2 separate regions of the Cricetulus griseus genome follow, and region 1 is linked to region 2. Evidence: chromatin contacts called from public Hi-C data. All regions are on one chromosome and are shown on one strand. Each heading gives the region's core, a stretch centred on a gene start, on an enhancer-like site or on the middle of the called end of the contact. The rest is flanking DNA. Distances are from core to core; before and after follow the strand shown.

The links. A called contact is a pair of places that touch in the nucleus more often than the background predicts.
Region 1: a Hi-C map of liver shows a contact between it and region 2, with 2.8 times the contacts expected there. The contact joins the enhancer-like site here to the promoter of Pdcd4 in region 2. A contact is called at or near these places in 2 of 8 Hi-C or Micro-C datasets (fibroblasts and liver).

The regions. Positions count from the first base shown.
Region 1 is chr3:7,713,763-7,721,065 of CriGri-PICRH-1.0, forward strand. Rbm20 (RNA-binding protein 20) reads right to left here. Exons shown (of 14, transcript XM_035443060.1): 8 at 5,008-5,087; 9 at 2,085-2,748. Among named protein-coding and RNA genes, the nearest start is that of Pdcd4, 57 kb to the left of the region's middle. Within about 2 kb of position 3,724, at least 3 of the 6 cell types and tissues checked have open chromatin away from gene starts, as enhancers often do.
Region 2 is chr3:7,657,545-7,664,738 of CriGri-PICRH-1.0, forward strand. Pdcd4 (programmed cell death protein 4) reads right to left here and starts at 3,185. Exons shown (of 12, transcript XM_027407016.2): 1 at 3,051-3,185.

The DNA of each region.
Region 1 (7,303 bases), core at 2,474-4,973, 57 kb after region 2:
AGACATAGGGTGCGGGGTGTTGAGATGCTACTCAGCACCCGTAAGCAAAGATAAAGATGCTAAGAACAAGTGAAGTGGACTTCCAGGGAAGGGAGACTCCATGCCCAGGGGATCATGTGCCCGCCCAACTCCGTGACTACTTCTTAGCAATTGCAGCTGCCCTGTGGTTTCTGGAGGCTGGGGTTCCAGATTCTCTCACATGCCAGGGTCTGCAGGTAACTAAGGCCCTTATATAAAATGACCATGTATTTGCCTATAACCGACACATTCCCTCATATAAACCTTAAATCACCTCTAGATCACTTTTTATCCCTAGTGCCATGCACACACTATGTGAATAGTTATTTTATTGCCTTCTTTAGACATAACATTTTTTTAAAGTTTATAGATATTTATTCAAAACGAAACTTTCTCCCCAAATATTTTCAATCTGTGGTTGTTTGCATCCACAAGCATGGAACCCAGGGATACAGCTGGGAAAAGTGCACCCTCTTTTTAAAAATGCCAGATGGCTTGCATTTTCTCAGAATCCAGTGTAAATCTTTAACACTACCCCACCCATTTCTCTGATGTCACCTCCCGTGCAGTTCCTGTCTGGCCAGTTGAGAAGACATGGCAGACTTTGATTCCTGGTAAGACCCCCTGCCCTTCCTCTATTTATTTATATACTTACTTGCTTAATTACTTATTTATTTGACATGGAGTTGAAGCCAGAGCCTCTTGTAACTAGGCAATGCTCCACCATGGAGTTTCATCCTAGCCACTGGCATTTTTATTTTGAGTCAGGGTCTCACTAAGTTGCCCAGGCTGGCCTTTAACCTGAGATTCTCCTGCCTCTGTCCACCCCTCTGTATTACAGACCTGTGCCATTAGGCCCAGGCCTGGTATCCTTTTTAACAGAACGCTAGGCATTTGTCTACCATATCCTTCTTGGTGGCCAGTGATTTTACAACTGTGTTGAGAACTGATCACTGGTCCTTGAAATGCTTCTTCCACATAAAGATGCAAATGAGTTTTATCCAGTGAGGATGCAGCCAATGTTTCCTTCTGAGGACACCAGTTACACCCCTCTGTTGACTGCTGCTATAACCCTCCTCTTCATCAGCCCCTCCTTTGAGCTGGCTTTATTCATATGCTATTAAGATGTAATGCGGGAGCCAATAGAAATCTTTGGCATGTGTTCGCTGTGTGTTCTACCAGAATCATGATCTTATGTTTAAAAAAAAAAAAAAACAGAATATTTTAAATATGTCCTAAAAATGCAGCCGTGTTGAATGTCTCTGGGTTCTTGGACTGTCACCAAGTCCTGGGTCAGAGTGACTAGAAGATGTGCACAGAGGATTTTTAAGAATTAAGTTTCTTATGAAGACCCCTGAAATTCTACTATCTCACCCCCATTTAATACGATGCCTCAGCTAGGAGAAGATGCAGGTCAAGTTAGAATTTCAATCTGGTACCCCAGCTCCCCCACCCCCCGAGTAAGAACCACAGTGGTGTAGCAGACTTGTGTGTAAGTGCCCACTGGTTGCAACGTGACTTGATTAAAATGAAATTAAAGTCTTTTATCTGGAGAATCTCACCATACTTGAGCCTGCAGTATAATTTAGGAGGCGGTGGCTGCTTCTCCTTATCTGTCATTGGAGCTGCAGGTCAGTGATACTTCTGGCATGTGCACCGAATGGACCAAGATCTAATCTCCCTTGGGTAACTGTGGGTGCCAACACCCAGGAACACTCCACCCTGGGCACACAGAACCACAAAGGGCCTTTCCACCAAGTCTCTCCTGAACTTCTAGTGAAAGCGACAAGGTCCCGTGGGAGTTGGAACCAGATCACTAGCCACAACTCTGCCTGTCCCGTTGTGTCATGGCCTGTGCTTTGCTTCCCTCCCCTGTAGTACTGGCGACCCTAACTTCGTAGGGCTGCTGTGAGGACTAAGTGCCATAGCTGACACAGCGTGCTTTGCACAGTGCCCTGCACAGTAAGAAACGTTCATTCATGCCGTACATGTTCATCATCAATGAATGAGGCTTGAGATTTGCTCTAGGCTCGCCCCACCTTCCAGGGTCACATTTGCATCATTACCTCATTCTCTGCCGTTCTGCTTTCTTTTGTATCATCAGCTCCTCCTTGGTCTCTGTCAGGTCTCCTGGTTTTACTTTTCTCACTCTGCTTGGACTTGCCATCCTCGGGGGCCTTGGTGATCTTGGGCTCCAGTTCATCGTCCTTGCCCGAGTCCTCTGGGTGAGGGTGTCTAGTTTCCCGAAGTCTGGCTTCGTCTTTCCTCCTGGACCTTCCTGGTACTTCCTGCTTGGGGTATTTGTCCAACTTGGCTTTAGCGTCTTTCCGATAGTAGCCATCTTCCCGCCCTTTGTAGCTGGACAAAGAATGGAGTGGGCTGGGGGACCCTGACCTCAGGTACTTTTCTCGGTAGCCCCTTCCTCCTTCAAGCCGCTCATCCAGCTCAGCTTTGTCCAGCTGCCTGGGGTAGTGTTTCCGGTCATGTGCCCAAACATCGGTCCTGTCTCTCTTGTCTTCCCCATTTTCCCTCCAGGGGACAGGTTCTCGGTCATCTTCCCTCCTTGCATAGGGAGAGTGCTCCCAGGAGTCCCGGCCGTTGCCCCAGTCAGCCCGTGAAGGGCCTGGCGGACTGTGGGAAGAGCTGCAGGAAGTGAAGCTTGGAGTGTGGGATCTCGGGGAAAGTGATCGGCTCACTGGACTTCGAGAACGCGGCCGCTCTGGACCATACCTGGGAGGAAGGGAAAAAACAGTGTTCAGAAGCTGCAGAGCCCAGACCCCACATCGCCCAGATGCAGAGGGCCTCATCCTCTCAGAGATGTCCTTGGAACCACCCGCGCATCTGTTCATCCATCACTCACAACCCAGCACTACACAGAGTGGCCAGGAACCAGCCTGTCCTCCCTCTGCCGGCTCCCCTACAGTCTGCTCCTAGCTGGGAAGAGTGATTATACTGGTTTGGCTCAGTCCTACCGTACCTCCTCTTAGAAGCTCTGTTTAGGGTACAGGAAAGTCTTTTCCCCGGGATAGACAGGGTGAGAGATTGCTATGTCTATCCTTGGAGACACTGCCTAACCCAGATTCAATGTCGTTGGCTTAAGACTTGAAGCCACTCCTCCACTTGGACCCCATCAGAATATAAGTGACTTAACTTCTTTTTCCCTCTCATTTAGACCTTGTTACAAGTAGCTAAGGCTCTCGGAATGGAAGAGGGGTGCCCATAGCCGGGGAGTGACAGGAGTGAGGAGGCAGGCTGGGAGATCCACAAAGCAAGGAATCGGGAAGCCCTTCTCAAATTTGAGAGGCAGACATTGAGACCCTCAGGAATCGGATCTGCCTAAGGCTCGGAGGCAAACCTCACAGTCTCCCCACTCTGTCACTACAGAACTAACTGCAGGTGCCATGAGCTGTCCTATACACACCATCAAAACCCCAAGTAACCGCCATTTTAAATTAAAAAAAAATCAGACACATAAAAAGCCCAATCCTGAACACTCACTGCTCCCTGAGACTGTTAAGCAGATCTCCTGGATTACACACACCTGAAACCACAGAAGGATGGAGCGTTTCCATCGGGTGGGTTCGCAAATGGAGGACAATGTAGCCCTCCCTGCCAGGACCGGGAGTTGCACCTCTACTAGGACTAGGTGAGTCTCTCTCTTAGCCAACATGAGAAAAGTCTGGACACCTGTCCCTCTACAGTTAGGCTAGAGAACCCCCTGTGGCCACTCTGGAGACTGCAGGCCTGGTTTTGTTTTCCCATCTTAAGGGCCATAAATGACGTTGAAAGAAATCAGCTGGGAAATTACATGCGTTCAGTGCCCAGCACCAATGTGCAAGGAATCAGGTATGTTTTCGGTTTTCCCCCATATACATTCTTACTTCTACATCTACATTCAGTTTGTAAGAATCAGGAACTGGCTACCTCTAAAGAGAATCTGCCACCACCATGCACACCCAGGATGTGCCAATAGCCTGTAAACTTGTCCCCATAGAACCAGAAATCAACCGCAGTCACTGCAATCCTCGCCACCCAGGAGGAGTATCCAGGGGAACCCAGCATCCCTCATGTCCCCACCTAACCTGAGCAGCACTTCTGGACTACAGCGGTATCTTTTGTACGAACAGGGACTAGAAGGAGCTAAAAGGCCAGGTGGATGGATCAGAGACAAGGGTAGGCCAAGTTACAACTCCAATCCCCATGCAGGCTAATTTTATGTTAACTTGACACAGGCTAGAGTCATCTGAGAGGAGACTACCCTAATTGAGAAAATGCCTCCATGAGATCAAATTGTAGGCAAGCCAGAAAGGCGTTTTCTTAATTTGTGATTGATGGGGGAGGGTCTAGCCCATTGTGCATGGTGCCATCCCTTGGTTGGTGTCCTGAGTTCTGTAAGAAAGGAGGCTGAGCAAACCATGAGGAGTCAGCCTGCAGGCAGCACCCTCCATGGCCTATAAATCAGCTCCTGCCTTTCAGGCTCCTTCCTTGTTTGAGATCCTGTTGTGAATCTTTCTGTACACTGTGAAGATGTATCGCTTGCATTGGTTGAATAAAAAGCTGAATGGCCAATCACTGGACAGGGTTTGGGGGGCAGAGAAGACGCTAGGAAGAAGGTGGAGTCAGCAGGCAAACTCAGAGGAAGCCAGGCATGCCAGAGGAGAGGTAAAAGCCATGAGCCACATAGCAGCATGCAAATGAATAAAAATGGGTCAGTTTACACTGTCAGCGCTAGTTAGAAACAAGCCTAAGCGATCGTCTGAGCTTTCATAATTAATAATGAGTCTCCATGTTACAAGTTCCTGCCCGAATCGTTTTGTCTGATGAGCTGTTACGGGGAACTGTGGGTGAAATAAGCCCTTTCCTCCCCAAATGCCTTTTGGTGACGGTGTGTCATCGCAGCAGTATTAACTCTAACCTAGACATCCCTAAGACAAGAAGCTAGAAGATGTGTTAACTTCCGGGTCTCTGCCCTAAGACCTGGAGCCTCACCTGTCTGCTTCTCGGAACATGTCCCTCTCCCTCTGGGAATGGATGTCCTGGATGATAGCAGCCACATTTTTCCCGGGTTTCTAGGCAAAGGCAGAGAGATCATTAGCAAGTACCTCTGGTGTCGGCGGGAAGCAGCTATGGCCTGCCTTGCTCATTGCCTGGCCCACCAGAGGGGAAACGATACCTTCTTCGGAAAAGATAAAAGGATTGATCCAAAAGATGAGTGTGAACATGAGGAGGACCAGAGTAGGGCTGAGGATCCAGAAAGCAAGGCATGTAAATTATATCTTAATAAAGCAGACACTGAAAGGAAAAGAACGAACTGGGCAGTGTGGCACACACCTTTAATCACAGCCCTCTGGAGGTAGTGGCAAGAGAATCTCCGAGATTAAGGCCAACCTGGTCTACAGAGTAAGTACTGGGACATCGAGGGCTACACAGAGAAACCCTGCCTTGAAAGAAAAAAAAAATCTCCATTAACCAAGTCAAATGTTGATAATGAATTTCATTAAGAAGGCTAACCAACTGCTTTTATTCTGTGCCTTTTCCTATGTGACTTATAAAGACTTCCAGAGCCATTCAGACACAAGTGGACATCTTCACAGAGCTCATTCAGGGAAACCCAGGTCTAGTGGACAGACACTGGAATTCTGCACTCTCTGCAAGGCGTGGCTACTGATCTGATACAGCTTGAGTCAAGGGTTGGCCTGGGAGAAACGCCTAGTAAGGGTGAGAATGGAGGGAGACCTATCTGTGGTTTCAGAGTGAGAGCCTAGGGACACGGGGAAGACTTCGTAAAATGCCCAAGCCGGGGAGGGGTCAGCTGTCCGATGAAGACACAAAGGAAAGAAAAACAAGAGAAGACAATAACTCTGATCCTGGGACATGAAAAAGCAAGGACACAGACCCAAGGATTCAGCATTAGTTGGGCCATGCCTCTGGCACATGGTATTTGTATTCAACAGAAAGTCTAAACATTATAAGCATATTCCATGCCACATGCAAGTAACCAAGTTGCCCAGAATACACACTGTCAGCCATTCCATATCTGCTTGAATGGCACCAAAACCTTCTGTGGGGAAGAGGCAAGGCTGGGCCAGGGCTGGGAAGAACACTCCTGCCCGGAACGATTCTTTCTACCCATACTCATCCCAGACAGGGATGTCCCAACCCCCTTGAGCATTCTTTCTGCCTTCCTTAGAAGTGGGCCACTGCTTTCATGCAGCCAACACATGACAAACAATGGAGCTTGAGAGAGCTAATGGGAGCCACCGGGATCAATGAAGTCTATACATCACCTAACCTGTGGCTTGTGCTGGAACAACTGAATCAGGCAGTGGCTAAAGACTATGTCCCCAAACTGGGCAACTTTTCAGAACACAGTAAAATTCCCAGGGTGGGTTGGACAGGAGCTTTATTTTGTAAAACGTTTCAAGGTGAATGTTTTCTACTCTCCTGGTATGTAATGCCTTCCTGGTTCTTCCTTTCGGACCCCGGGAAGCAGGAATAAGAAGAGGAGGGTAGCCTGGTGGGGCAGCAGAAAGAGAGACAGGTTTTACAGAACCCCCACTGCAGGTCATCACAAGAAGTACTCAGGCTCCTCTCCTTATGGTGTGAGTGTCACAATGCTGTCATCATTCCCAAAAAGTGGAAGTGAAAGAGAAAAAAGTCAGTCTAGGATAACATTACAGGACAATTTGAATACACAGAAATGTAGAATGAACGCAGAACGAATCCTGTCTAGTCTTGTGAGGTCTGTACTCTGACCTTCTTTTCCTACCCTGGAAATTCTTTTCAAGCAAATCTCAGATGTCACATCTCTTCCTCTGTTCTATGGTGACATGGATGCAGATCAATAGCCACACAGTAAACCCGCACAGTTCTCACTGTTAATACATCTTGCTGCTTCTAAGACAGGGCAAGAGTCTAAGCCCATGGTGGTCCCAGGAAAGTGCTTGCTTACTGACAGAGAGGGACCAGAAGTTGGAACCTTAACCCTGTGAAATCATCCCCGGCTCTGCCATTCAACTGGCAGAGCCTGGGGTCACCGCTCATTAAATGTGGGGGATTCACTGTCCATGCCTAGAAAGGCAGAAAAATAAGACCTGTTTGGCACCCACAAAAGCCTCAGGGCAGGACAAACTGCATCCTATGAAAGCTGCTGGGATGGGGGTGGGGTTTTAGGCCCTCTGACAGCTCTGTAGATGATGTTTCCACTTCCAAAGTCTAGTGAAGATGTTGAAATCGTCTATCTGAGCCTGAAATTCACCGGAACCAGGCTCTATTAACAGCCCCA
Region 2 (7,194 bases), core at 1,935-4,434:
CTATTGTGAGATTGATTTGTAATTTATTTTTAGCATATCGGTTTTACAATCTAAAATATTCATTCTTTAAAAAAAAAAAAAGTTTTAGTAACAAATCGAAGTCAGATGTGGTAAGACAATCCACAGCCACAGCACTCCGGAGGCACAAGCAAAGACAGTCAGGGGTTTAAAGCTGACAGAGCTTAGGCATGCACAAGACCCCTTCAAGTCTATATTCTTTTTCTCCAAAAAGGGTGTTAACCTGTGAAACAAAAGTAACACCTTATGCTGAAATGAGGCCTTAATTGTTAGGTACACCAAAGCCTTACTGTACTGCTTGAGAAACACAACATGGTAAAAATCATCTCCAATTCTATTCAGAATTAACTACTGTGTGGGTCTAAATGATCACTTCCCAATGTTTTAATTTCAAACAACTTAGGATTTAGAGGAAAATGAATTTTAAGATAGATATATGGAGATTCATCTAGACCTAAGTACTTTCCATGGCTGAAAATGCCACATTCTGCTTCCTTGCAGGGCATGAGTCACATGGTATAGGAAATCTGTCACATTCGATGGGATCTGAGTTTAAAGTCATACTGTCAAGTTCTTTTTCATTCTTTACGAAATAACAGTAATAATCTTTGAGGAAATACTTTCTGCAGTTCCTACCTAATAAAGGAAAAAGATTATAAGCAATGCTTGTCAAGCCCTTTATAATTCAAAATCAATCACATCACGCCTGCATTGTTTCATACACTTCATGTATTCCTTCTGCATACAATTCAAGAGATCCGGGAGGGCAGGTGATCTGTGCAAGGAGAAACCGCAGCACACTAACAGAATCCCACCTTGTAAATGCAATGCAAGAGCTCACAGTGAACTACCACAACACAACAACAACAAAAGCTTATGACAACACAGACCACAGACAACAGTTAGCCAACTGTTACAGCACTGCTTTCCCAACGTTGTGATAAAGCACATGGGGAACCTTGGCGGATTCCATGACAGGCGAGGTTGACCATGGCGGGAGACAAACACGGCCAGGCAGACAGAACCTAGTGAGAAGTTTTATTAAAAAGGGAAAGGGGGGGGAGCAGGAGAGAAAAGAGGTAAAGAGACAGAGAGAGGACAGAAGAGAAGAGGGAGACAGGAAAAGTCCTGTCTGCCCCAGGGGAACAGCAGAAGAGAGAGAGAAAAATAGGGTAAGTGGGCGGGGTCTGTCTTTTAAAGGGGTCCTACGAACCTGTATGCAGACTATGGACTCATGGATCCCTGGACTGACCAGGGTGCATTCTGCCAGGTGACAGGGGCAGGCCAGAATAATGCCCGAGTCCTTACAACAAACACTAAAAATAATTATAATATATTGCTCTATTATTATTACATTATTACATTATTACAGTTCCTTCTTCAGACCATGACAACTGGATCAAAGAGTCAGGAACCCGTCACAACCCACAGCGGCACAACTGTTCTAAAGGACAATATGTTCCACTGTCTTCAGAGTGGCAGGCTTCCCCCCGCCCCTTTTTTTTTTACAATTTAAAAATCCTTAAAATGCTCACATCAAACTTAAGCAAAGCAAAAATAAATAAACAAAATAAATCTAAACTCTATTCGCCCCACACCACGCCATACAAAATCGTTCCCAATGAGCATGCGTACAGTTAGAAAATGTAAGGTTGAAATTAACTGTCCTCCAGTGGATTTCCTAAATACCCCATAAATTACTCTGGCATTTCTGCAAGTCAGGGTTAGAGCATATGTTAACTAGACAATTACTTTCATTCTTCCCTGGGACACAATCACCCTCTTAGCAACTTACAAGCAGCTAAAAGCGCTCTACCGCAGCAAGGCAAAAGCAATCGCTATAGAAAATAACCATGTACATTTATTTTTGCAGTCCTAACAAGTATTATTCCCTTAACATTACCACAATAGACAAACTAACCAAATTATAATTCGAAGACGCCACTATGTGTGTGTGTGTGTGTGTATGAGAGAGAGAGAGAGAGAGGGGGGGGGGCAAGCATATTATGGCTATAAATGCCAATACAGGCATATATGAATATATGCCCAGACATGCCTTTTAAAAAGGACTGCGGGCTTTCGCAAAGCCTCCAATTCTTAAACCGCGGGGAATGCCAGCACTGTGAAGCTACCCAGAATGTTTTCCACGCAGCATCCTGCAGACAGGCCTCACGCCCGCCACTCACCCCGACCAGTAGCTGCGTTTGGACGACAGCCCACAGGAGGCTACAGCGGCTGGCTACCGAGCCAGCGCCCCGGAGGGCGCGGGGGAGACGTGGGGAGTCCTCGGCCTGCAGGCTCGGGCATCTGGGGAGCGGGGCCCCCTCTGTGCACACCGCAGCCCCGCACAGACCCAGGCAGCAGGCGCAGCACGCGTTCGCAGAAAGGGGGCTCCCTTCTCGGCTTTGTTTTCTCTAGCTTGTCTTGTGGTTATTTTGCCTTTCGGGGGCCCAGTGCAGCAGGGACGGCCAGGGGGAGCTGGCGCCGGGCCCGGCGGAGCCCGCAGTGGCAGCGGCGTTCCCGCACGACTCCTCCCGCCCTCCCCCGACCTCCGTGTGGCCCACTCGCCTCCCCTACCGCCCCGGCCCGGCCCCCACGTCCAACTGCATCGGGACGGGCACCCGAGGGCTCCTCGCCTCGGGGCCGCGAGCGCCCGCGCGCCCAGCCGCCGGGGTAGGGCAGGGGCGACGGCGGAGGAGGGGGCGGGCCCGCGCGCTGCAGCGCCCCGGCCCGGCCCGGCCCCGGAGACCGAGCCCCGGCGGCTCCCCGCAGCCGCTGGCGTTGGGCGAGCGCGGCCGGGCCCGAGGGCTTCGAGGCGGCTGCAGACCCGGGCCCGCCGCCCCGGCCGCTTGCCCGCCGCCCGCCGCCGCTCGCCCCACCGCCCGCCGCGCGCGTCCAGGCCTCCACGCCCCCTCCCCCTCCCAACGTGCGGCCGCCTCCGCGGACCCCGGGCGGCCCGGAGGGAGGAGGACGCGGCAGCCCGAGCGTGCGAGCCGCGCCCACCGTACTGACCCCGTCCGGCCGCCGCTCACCGCCGACGCCGCCGCTCGCCCGGGTCCCCGGTCCACCTGGCCCCGACCCCGCTGCTCAGCCTCCGCCGCAGCCGCCTCGGAGCGCCTCTGGCCCCGCTCGCTCTGTTTGTTTTTGTTTTGTTCTACCCAGTAACACGGGGGCGACGGCGTGGCGGCGATTGGCCGAGAGGGGGAGGCCCGGCAGCCAATCGTGGCGGCGGGGCTGCAGCGGAGGCGGAGACGGAGGGAAGTGAAACGTGGAAAGTTGGGGCGGGGCGCAGGGGGTGGGGGGTGGAGCGCCGACGGCCGGCGCATGCGCACCGGGCTCCGGAGCCGCTCAGCGGGCAGTCGGGGGCGGGGCCGCTGGGGAGAGCGAGCCGGAGTGGGGGCTGGGATGCGGCTCGGGCACCCGGCTCGCCTGTGCTCTCCACGGGGCGTCGGCAGGCTCAGCCCACCCAAGAGCTGTGGGTTCCCCTCCGTTTCTGGGCGTGCAGGAAAGCCGACCTCTGCTTCTGCCCCCGGCCCTGGCTCTCACGCGTGGCTCCAGCCCGCGTGTCCACGTGCTCGGAAGTTTCTCGCAGTACAGGCCCGAGCACTCTAAATTAGAGATTAAAAAAAAAAAAAAAAAGTCGTTCCCGTTTGCCAGATCAGAGAGATTCGAAAGTTGAAGTCCCTTTTGCTCAGCGGCCAGGCCACTGTGGTCCTTGCATTCTGGATTTCAAGGCTGGGTTTCTCAACCATGGCTACAGTTTGCCGTATTGAAACAGCCTTCTAGAGCTGTCTTGTGTGACTTTTCCCTCGGGCTGTCATCTCTGGCTCTTCTAGCCCTCGTGTTGTCTGGGGCATCATCTCCAGAGATGGTGTGCAGTATCCTGTGCCCCTGATAAAGCACTGACCTGCGTTCTCTGCCCATGTTTACCTATAGTCTGAATGGCAATACCAGAAAGATGCCTTGGTCTTTTCGGAACTGAACTGCCTCCCCGCTCAGTAGTGACCCCCATCCCCTAACTTAGGCCCAATGTCCAGTCTCCTGCCTGGACAGTGTTACCTAATGCTATCACACAGACAGACAGACACACAGACACACACACACACACACACAGACACACACAGTGTTACCTAATGCTACCACACAGACACACAGACACACAGACACACACACACACACACACACACACACACACACACACACACACACACACACACGCTCCATCGCAAGCACCCCAATGCCTCTCTGAGGTGCCGCCTTCTCAGACATCTTACAACCCACAGCATGACTTACAGGCTCTGAGGCCATGTCTCCACACCCTTCCGAGTCCATGGATACCCCTTGGACAGTTCTCTGGAACCCACTTGGACAGCTCTCTGATCCACATCCTCCCTTGGGTCCTGTCAGGTCTTTGTATCATGTCATCTTGAAATGCCTGGTACATCCTACTCATGTCTCTTGGCCTCCCTCAGTCTTTATCAAGCCTCGTGCCAATATGATCCATTTTCTGAAACCTGATTTCTCTGAGTGTTGGCCTGTTGTACCTCTGGAGGCACTGATTGAGTTCTACCTGGCATTATTTTATCCAAGTCCTGGTCCTGACTTGTCTCCCTAAGAACATGGCCTTGTTGGACACCAGATCTATCTCTGGCTCACCTTTGTATTGTGTGCTTATGAAGCCGTTTTGTAGATTTATTAACCCATGCAATAAATGCTCCTTATATGAGTTCACAGAGAATCCCAGTCCTTGGTAGTGATCATCAGCTCTTGGTCAAGGACTTCCTCACATGGCCAGCATCTGAATTAGCCTCATGAGTCATGGTCATTATTTATAATCAGAGCTTCCTAGCCACTCAATTTTGTGGCTTTTTAAACTATCTGCAGCTGTCTCCTTTCTCTCCCCTAATCGGTGTGTGTTGGCTTCTTTCTTACCCATCCCTCTCTTGACCTTAGTTCTTGACCCTTTCTTGCTCCCAACCTGCCACCAGCTACAGACTACTGCTAATTTCTCCCCTTTACTCCCTTGTTTAGCACACGGTATAGCCAGGCTCTATAGGGCAAATATCCCAAAACCTCTGAAATAAGAGTATAATATAATCCCCATTTTTAAAGAGCACCTTGGGCCTCTGAAACAGTGTCTGTTAGCAAATGTGCCCTAGCAGAGGATCTAACAGAGAATAAAATATTTGTGTTATCAAATCTGCTCTGGCAAATGGGGCCTAATAGAGCAAAAAATACTCACATCCTTTTTGCTCCCCATCTCAAGCCTCACTCCAAAATCTGAAATCCCAAAACCCACCTTAGTGTGTGGCTGACCAGCTTGGGCAAGATAGGAACGGCGTTATAGTCCCAGGTCCCTGCTATCAATAACAACCCCACTTCCTTCTCAAGCCTTCTGCTTCTTCACCAGTAAAATTCAGAAGGTATTTTCAGAAGCATGTGGATTTTGCAATATTTTATTAAGTATCCTGAAAAAAAAAAAAAAAAACAGTGAGGGAGAAACCGTTTCATAGCCACGTCTTGGAAAGAATGAGTCATGAAAAGGTTAAACTTTCCTTTACTACTGACTCTTAGCATCTTTGGTGGGCAGCCCAAGAAACTTAACAATTATTTATCTGAACACAGAACTCTTATGCTTTAGGATATCCCAGAATATGTTGCAAAAAAAAAAAAAATCTTGGGAATATAGATGATAGGCCCTGGAACCAACGTTGCTTCTATCCCAGCTGCTCCCTGCTCACCTGTGCCTCTGTAGCCAAGGGCTTTAAAAGAATCAAAATTAGAGAATAAATTAGAAATGGAAAAATAACCAAGTGCCAAGAATTCTTGCCTAGCAAGCCAATCTACAAGTATTTATTGGCTGCCTATTCTGTGAAAAGCACCTAACTAACCCTTCTATTCTTGGAAAAAGGCATTTTTCTCTCTCAGGACAGCTGGCACCTGAAGCCTAGGAGTCCCTGGGATTCCTGGCCACCATTTGTATTTTCATCTCACATTGTAAACTCTCGTAGACTTTTTGTTACTTAAAGCCCTTTGCCTATTGGCTCAACATTAGTTTTGCTGTCAGATATGAGGTTCCCTTCCTCTTCACTCATTCATTCCAGAATGATAGAACTGTAACTTCCATTTCCTTTCATAACAATTCATTCCAGGAAAGAAAAGACCAACAATAACCTAGGACAAGCCACCTGCTCAGAAGTGACAGTAGACTCTGCTGTGTGATCAGATAGGCATATGTATCCCAGTTTCCCTCGGGTTTCAGCACTGTTAAGATGCACAGAGAAGATGGGTGGGGCATGTTGGGGTTTGTGAGAAGAAGGGTAATAGAGTTTCTAAGTTTTGCTTTTAAGTTATTGACTTTGTTCCTAACTGCATTGCTCTGGGCATTTCAACTTCTCTTCCCCCAGATCAATATAATGCTCCAATGTTCTGCACTGTAAAAGAAGGAATTATTGACACCAGGAGGTCTCAATTCATTCAAGTTCTCACACTTTGAGACACTATGCAATGAACTTAGGTAACACCACAGGAGTCCTGGGAATGAAAAACAAGAGATGACAGAATTTTCCTCTAATGTCTAAAAAGATTCAGTGAGGTGTAGGTAAAAATTGTCACACTCTATCTAGGGGCTGTCTCTAGATGCAAGGCTTTGATAATATAACTCCCCTCCATCCCAAAGGCAAGAGTTGATGGCAGAAGCCAGGTATGGTAGCCATACATGCAACTCCAACATTTAGCCAGAGAGAGGCAAGAGGACTACCATGAGTCCAAGTCCAGCCTGGGCAACAGTATGAAGCCATTCCCTAAACAAGCAAAGAAGAGAGAAAGGGTTGGTGTTAGGCTTGGCATGCTACGGGTTCATATGAGTAAACATGCACAGGTGACAGGCCAAACCCCTAAACATCTGCAGGTGGCTGTGCGGCTCTTCAGGGCTGGTTCACACTTTGGACAAAGCCACACTGGAGATCGGAGGGCTCTGACTTCTTAGCACTGCTCAAGCCCTTGCATGAAACTCAGAAGCAGCCCTCTTTCTGGGGAGTGAGAGCAGGTCTAGTCCACTTCCTTCCAAAGAACTTGCAAATGAGATTGTCATTTGCATCGGCTTCATTTACCTGCACTTACCAGTCTTGGTCTCCTTTTGTAGAGGCCAAGATTTTAGGAATTTCCACAAGAGGC